2 separate regions of the Rattus norvegicus genome follow, and region 1 is linked to region 2. Evidence: chromatin contacts called from public Hi-C data. All regions are on one chromosome and are shown on one strand. Each heading gives the region's core, a stretch centred on a gene start, on an enhancer-like site or on the middle of the called end of the contact. The rest is flanking DNA. Distances are from core to core; before and after follow the strand shown. Region 1 has its middle 190 kb from the start of Rpl15l3. Region 2 has its middle 130 kb from the start of Csnk1g3.

Region 1 (3,892 bases), core at 735-3,234, 650 kb before region 2:
TGTGGAATAGTCACGAATTTTCCAAGTACTCCCTATGATAAAATCTGAAGGTGGGCATTTATTAATTTGAAAAGCGTCTGGATCTTATAAAATAGTTGAAGCTCACCATGACTCACATCACCCACACCAATAATTGAGACTGATGCTGGAATTGGAAGATCTTCATATTAACTGTTCAGTAGATTGATTTTTGGTATCATTTTAATTGTACCAATGGGTGCCATACCCTGTTAAGATAAGTCATCTCAACCTGGACTCAAGTCTTTCTTCTAACGCTAAATAAGATGTTCACGTCTATACTCTCTAAGTTGGAAAATGCACTATTTTGTCACTAACGTGTAGTGCGGAACTTATTCTATGTGGTCAGCAGCAAATTAGCAACTTTGGTCTCTCGTGCAGTTGGAGACACGCAGAGACACAGGTGACGTAGGCACCGCCAGCTCCCTTGGACATTCTGCTGCTAAAAAACATTTTTAGCCCCAAGTCATAAAAATGACAGCCCGTTGGCCTACATGGAATTAAATCCTGACATTTTACTGAGGAAAATCTCCTTCTGACAGCAGTAAATCCAGTGCCTTCACCCCTTTTAAGTGAAGACAACTGAATGTTTAACTGAGCAATCCAATAATACATTTCAGAGACTTGGCTGAGAAATTATGAAAATTCTACTATTTCTCTTAAAAGTACATCACCTCATTGTTAGTCATTGTGGTAGCCATACCAGAACTCAGAGGGTAACTCTGACTGACTCATTCACAGAATTCCACAGAGAAAATAACTTCTTTTGTTGACGAAAAGTCTATTAAGAACTTCATTCCATCATCAAGTTCTGGCTAGTTGATGTCGGCATGAGGTGCCCAATAGGGATTAGAAATAATGCTCTTTAATTCTCTGGGGAGATTTTGCTTAAGTATTCACACCAGCACTGAGTTTGTACTGCCATGAATAGCGTTGAAACACACACATTGTCCCCATGGAGGATAAAGAAAGCTAGAACATTCAAAGGAAGGTTTCTGGAAATCCTCTGATCCGGACCCAGACTTCTGTGGCTTAAACACATGAAAATCCTGTTCTCATTTCTGTTCCCAAACACACAAGCATGAGTATAGCCTTCAAGCCACTTCTGTAGACAGAATCACAGTCTTAGGTAACTTTCATACTTACTGTTTCTCAAAATACAGTTACTCCAATTCACAGCTGAATTCCCTTTAAATTTTCTTGTATTTATTTTGGCAGTTCTTTAAATAGAGAGCAAAGGCCTGCTTGTGACCTCTACAATGCTCAACACATTTATGGAGTAAGTGTATTTTGCATAACTTCAGTAAAAGAGGATTAGGTAAGCTGTGCGGGTTATGAAGGCAGTAATGAGTTATTTGAAGCTTACAGTTTTGATACAAAATTGTTGGTAAAAACAAAAAACAAAACAAAACAAAAAAACCAGATGACCATAACCATGGAGAAGTGACCTACCCCCATGGCTGCCCCGCTGGGGAACTTGGCTCAGGACTTTAGGTACTGTTTAGTTCTTCTCTAAAAATTCTCTTAAATCCCATCTTTCCCTTTGGCACATTTTCTGGTTCCATCAAAATATGCTGAGTAGTTTCCAGGGTGGTGGGGGTACATGGGAATATATGTCATTTCCTCTTTTCTACCACCCTTTTGGACAATGGATATTTTCCCATTAAGCTCTAGGTGGTGACTCAATAGACAAACCAGAACGTCTCATTGAAGACAGAGAGTCCTGAGGTGGTGTCAGTGGCTTTGCCCCCACCTCTCTTGCCGTGCACAGCTGGTGACTGCTTTTGCCCTGCCACCATTTTTTTCCAACATGTGTATGGCATTAGAGACTTATGAGGTCATTTCAACTAGTGTTCTATTCAGATTTTTTTTTCTTATCTGTGACAAACTCCTGGTTCAGGAAAGTCCTCTGTAAAGTGCCAACATCTGCTAATCTCCATGGTAACTTTGGGTGACAGCCACAGGTATTGTTGCCTGGATCAGAATAATCAAAGTGGATTTGCATATGTAAAAGTCAGTGAGCTTGTGAGCACAGATCAGTAGTGACCCAAGGTCAACCAGGCAGCAACCACACATGCAGACCTTCAACTCAAACCATGAGCCTTGAGGATTTAGTGTTGAATTAGATGTGTCTGTATCTTTCCCCTACTATTTCCACTTGAAAATAAATATTCCCACTAAAGGTCTTGCCAATATGTCCTAACGTGCTCCCAATCTCTCTGGCTTAGATTCCTGTTGGAATCCAAAAGAACAAAGTGAATAGAACAGGTGCCCCTGTCTCTCAGTTGTGGCTTTGGGCAGTGGGGTGAGGTGGGCACAAACACGAGACACAACTGTATTCAGTACCACCCAGTACTGCTCTCCCTGCCAGTACTGTGATGGCAGAGGAGAGCTGTCAACATGGAACTGGTCCAGGCATTGTCTGGTTGAAAAGGTCACTGCCGCAAAAGAGCAATTAGCGGGCCCTGCTGCCCTGGAGGTTTTGGCTTAGGAAATATCCCAGAAACACAGTGCTTGGATCAACCAGTTTTACAATCTGCTTGTCATAAACCCTTTTGTCAGGAATCTGCCTTGAATCAGAACTGATAATGCTTCCCACAGTGGCAAAATAAATGCAAGTTTTGAAGCTGGAGAAATGGCTGGTCGGTTACGAGCACTTGCTTCCTTTTCAGAAGACTGAGGTTCAGTTACCAACACCCAAGCCAAGTGGCTCTAAGTACATCTACGGGGGCGGGGGGGCTATATTCCCTCTTCTGGTTTATTTAAACACTGAACTACATGGTACACATACAGATAAGTACACACACACACTCACACACACACACACACACACACACACACATCCACATTAAAACAAGCAGACAAACGAATATTTGCAAGTGTCTATAGAATATATAGAGGGGCTATTGGTTTGCTGGTAGCATGATTGTATGGACAAACAGTAGGCGCCATGGTGGCGAAACTTCCCTAGAAGCCTTTTTAGTATTTGAGAATGACTTCGGCAGCCTCAGAGTTCAGCACAAAGCATTGCTGTCTCCTAAATGTGAATCTAGAGGAAAAATGGAAGTTAGGAATGCCAGGGTTAAGCTGCCTGTGCTATTAAGACTTTCCCTGAGATCAGTTGCTTTATTAGAGATTGTTCTTAAGAGTCATTCATTTCAAACCCTAAGCTTCAAGGTACATAATACGTAGGATGTGGAAACAGGAAAGAAGTGGGAACAAGCTTGGCAGTATGGGTAAGGGGTATGCTAAGTTGGACTGTAGAAGGAGAAGGGGGGGAGAGGCAAGGACCACAGCTTGCCTGGGCTCTCAACCTAGGCTACCCTTAGCCCTCAGCTTAGCTGATCCCACACTGTAGAAGTAGAAAGGACTCGGAACAGCTCTTCTGAACCTAGAGTTTTAACCCTGAAGGGAGTTGACCCACAGCAGCCTGGTAGAAACTCCATTTCGTTGCCAGGTTCAGTCAAATCCAGAGAAAGAAAGGAGCTGGTTCTCAACCTTATCATCTGCAAAGGTGAGATTTGGTTTTCTGTTGCAGACAAAGCCCTGAAATTGCATCTGACACAAGAAGCTCCACACAGTGAATCAGGAAGCTGTGACATGAGATCAAATCTGCTCCTCCTGTCGTAACGTCAGATTAGAAAGAAAGGTGACTGAGCTCTCTGTGAGGATTGAGGCAGCTGCGTGTTCCTTCTCTCTTCAGGGTGGCTTCATAGCATCATAGCAGGCCCGGCTGTACAGATTCAGGCTTGGCATTTTGCCGCCCAGGTTCATGGTCCTCCTGAGGTCAGACGCTATAAACACATTCAGGAACTCTCTTAAACTTGCAGCAGGCCATCTCTGGGGAAGCCTATTTTAATATTCCTCTGTATTT
Region 2 (3,580 bases), core at 895-3,394:
ACCTCATCTCGGCATTTCCTGTCCACCGTCCCACCACTTTCCCAGTCTTTCACGAAGAAAAAAGGCTGTAGCCCAATTTCATTTGATCCTCGAGCCTGATCATCAGTGGCCTTTAAACCCCAAAGCTAGCACTGCCCCCCACGTGTGAAATGCAATTATGGAATTTGATTTTCTATATGTTGTAGGTAATGGAACTGTTTTAATTGACACTGATAAATATTTGTAATAACTTCTGTATAAATTAAAAATCAATGTCTATTTCAGCTTTCTAGGTAATTTTTTTTATTGAACAAATAAAAATGTGACAGGGGATGAGCGTGTGCAAATAGTGAAATGACACCTGGGACAAACAAATGAAGCACAAATCTGTCATAGCTCTCAGTTGTTCCAAGCATAGGGAGGTTCTGTAGGCTGAAGGATTTAATTGACCTTAAAGTTGCTTCAGAACTTAGGATAGTCCCAAAATATTATGGCAGGTAGGAACCCCTTAATCATTTCAACATTTTTCTCTTCGCCTAACACCAGATCAAACCACTAACAAATCTTCGCTTCCTTCCCTTTTCTGAGGCGTTTTTGCTCTGCCTTAAATGAGTCCCAGATGAGCACAATGGAGTAGGCTTTGCCACAGTAAGATGAGGTTCCCCAAATCAGGAGGCCCAGGATACAGAATCAAGTTCCCGGAGCCTGACTTTGATTGGTCTGGACTAACAAGAGACCCCAGGATTCATGAACACGTGTGGCTGTGCGCATACATGCACACACCCACACACCCTCGGAGCTGGGGGAAGGGCTGCGTTAACCCTCCTGGCTTGCTTCTACTTTGCAGTTGGCGTTTGTATGAATTCTTAGTTTCTTTCATGGCCAGTGGGGAAGACTTTGCTGTAGGAGTCCATTTTAGAGCACCAAGGAAATTGAAAACTAAGATCCCCCCTCCAAAGGGATACCCACTCTTTGCAGCTGTCACGTAAGCATCCCTTGCCATGCTGGTGGCTTTCACAGGCTCCACAGACAGTCTCTGCTCCAGCCTGGAAGATCTGCCAAGGACCTTAGGTCCTTTTCCCTATTGATTTCAGTCTGAGACTGAACATATCAACAATTATGCCTGTCAAATCAAGATTTAAACTTCCCATACAAGTTTGAAAATAGTCCCCTGTTGTCCTCGGGCCATCTGGAGTCGGGTCCGCTGAATACATTTTCATATGTGTACAATCAAGCCCAGGGGTTGACTGTAGCAGCACCATTTTAAGGTTTCTTTCCTAGGGGATGAAACCAGGTAAGTCCACATAAGATGTGGAAGTGTGCTTCATTAGAAAAGAAACAGTAGATTTTGTAGCAATAGATATTGTGCCCATGTGACTTGGGAACACTTATACAAAACTCATGTATAAAACTAATATATGATCCAATGAGTATACACTCGTACATATATATAATATATATATTCACACACTTATGTAAATGGAAGCCTGTAAGACTTAAGCAACTGCCCCATTACATACTATATTCTGCTATTTTCTTACCGTGGATTCACCTTCTCTAAGGTTTCTACAGTAATCTTGAATTACCTTTGTTATAAAGACATTTTTTTAAGCTAGCATGAGATGAGCTATAGGAAAAATATGTGTGGAACATAAGTCTCCCTCACACAGGCCCAGAATACCCAAGTATATATAAACAGAAGGAAATGTACAATTGTGTGTGAGTAAATATATACAAAGCCCAGGAAAAACAGAGTTGAGCTTGCAAAAACAGCAGCCCCGGAGTCTCCGCCCCCAGAATATGTATACACAGCCTGGAAGGTATTTATCTAAGCTGGCCGCTGAGGCTCCCCGTGTTACTTTCTTACCACTAGGGCAGCCCTGGCGGCCGGGCAGTGCTTCCCTTACAACCCGGCTGCTGCTGCGTGTCTTCACCTTGCTCTGACACAGAAAATGGCAATGAATCACAGGAATCTTCTTCCCCAGCGGCTCAAAATAACAGAAGAGCCGCCCAAAGTTTTCCAAGTGCCGTTATTTTTTAAGACAAACGGAGGCCAGGAGAGGAGAGGGGCTGGTTAAAAAACAAACAAAACCCTATTCCCTTCTTTCCAGCCAAAAGCACTAACCGGTAACTGTCTTGTAAATCTCTCCCAATTTGCTCCATGTAAATCTCAAACAGGAGTCTAGGCGGCCCTCCCTCAGAGGGCGCTTGGCGGCTTGTTTTTGGGATCCTTATTGGCAGATTTTTCTCTGCAGGAAGTGTCTCCACTTCAGCTCCATTCTTTTGGGGGTACAAAAGGGTATTTCAAAAGGCAGAGACGCTTTTTATATTAAAAAATAAAAAGACTTTAGTTCAGATCATAATTATATTCTCACAAAGAAGTTGAGAAATGAGATTTTTCTTTTCTTTTCTTTTCTTTTTTTTTGGTAGATCAATGGCTCTGTGCAAGCAACAGCTCATGAATAAATCTCTTTTTAAAGATCTAAAATATATCACAAGCTCATTATTAAAAATATATTCAAATAGCTGAGTCTGTGGCTTTAAGGGGAACACGGTGGTGAGGAGGACTGAGCTAGAGTAGCACTCTCAAATGATAAATCTCTTTATGTTTTTAATTATTGGGAAAATACGTTTTGGTTAGATTAAAGTGAGATCTGTGAGATCACTTTTCCTGCAGATATTTCAACTGTAGCGAAATAATGCAACACTAATCTGTAAGACTTTCTCGGTAATAGATGTTTTTCCTCACTAAATCAATGCAAAGGCTAATTGGGGTGGAAGGCGACTATCTCTCGTGGTTATAAATACATTTGCATTGCCATCAATCTCTTCCACCACCAATGTTAAACGAGGCTGAACAACGTAAAGGAAAGATAAAAAAAAAAAAAAAAAAAAAAAAAAAACAAAGAGAAGTTCGGTGCTAGCACATAGTACACGCTGCCATCAAGTGGACACGCAGAGAGTTGTCCTAACAGCACTAAAGCTACCAACTACATTGCTAATACCTTTAAATTCACTGTGAATATTATTTGCACTTCGGCACATATTTTTTTTAAATCATAAACAGGGGCCAAATGCAGCTGCTAATTTTTTCTCAGCTGGCCCGCAGGTTACAGTAACCCACAGAGACTAAAAACAAAAACAACAACAACAATAATAACAAAATTCTACAAGCTGCCTAGTGATAAATGGTATGCCTGCATCTCAAGACTGTCTACTACGTTGTCATAGGCTGGTGACATCGACCATGGATGATTTAATAGTAAACTGTTGAACTCTATTTTCTGATATTAAAAATAAATTTCTGTGATGGTCTCAGCACCGAATTCAGACATTTGGTCTTTATGATTTTCACCATTGGTGGCGTAGACCTCTGAAGTAGGTAGGTCATGGTTGAGTGAAAAATGATCCCAACAAGATGTTAGAGTTTGGAAGGTGCAGGTTTCCAGCTTATTAAACAACTATGTGTCTCAAAGATTAGTTATCATATTAATTCACTCCTACTTTCCCTAGCAGGAAAGAAAAGTATGATACACAGGAAAGAATCATTAAAAGTAACACTTTGTAAATAGTTTATTTATTTTTATTTTACACATATGAG

The links. Hi-C and Micro-C count contacts between places; a contact is called where the count stands out from the background.
Region 1: a contact with region 2 is called in a Hi-C map of the Rat2 cell line, with 3 times the contacts expected there. The contact joins two enhancer-like sites. A contact is called at or near these places in 2 of 12 Hi-C or Micro-C datasets (the Rat2 cell line and mammary epithelial cells).

Annotation. Positions count from the first base shown.
Region 1 is chr18:50,274,248-50,278,139 of GRCr8, reverse strand. No RefSeq gene overlaps it. Among named protein-coding and RNA genes, the nearest start is that of Rpl15l3, 190 kb to the left of the region's middle. Within about 2 kb of position 1,984, at least 44 of the 93 cell types and tissues checked have an H3K27ac peak or open chromatin away from gene starts, as enhancers often do.
Region 2 is chr18:49,623,360-49,626,939 of GRCr8, reverse strand. No RefSeq gene overlaps it. Among named protein-coding and RNA genes, the nearest start is that of Csnk1g3, 130 kb to the right of the region's middle. Within about 2 kb of position 2,144, at least 23 of the 93 cell types and tissues checked have an H3K27ac peak or open chromatin away from gene starts, as enhancers often do.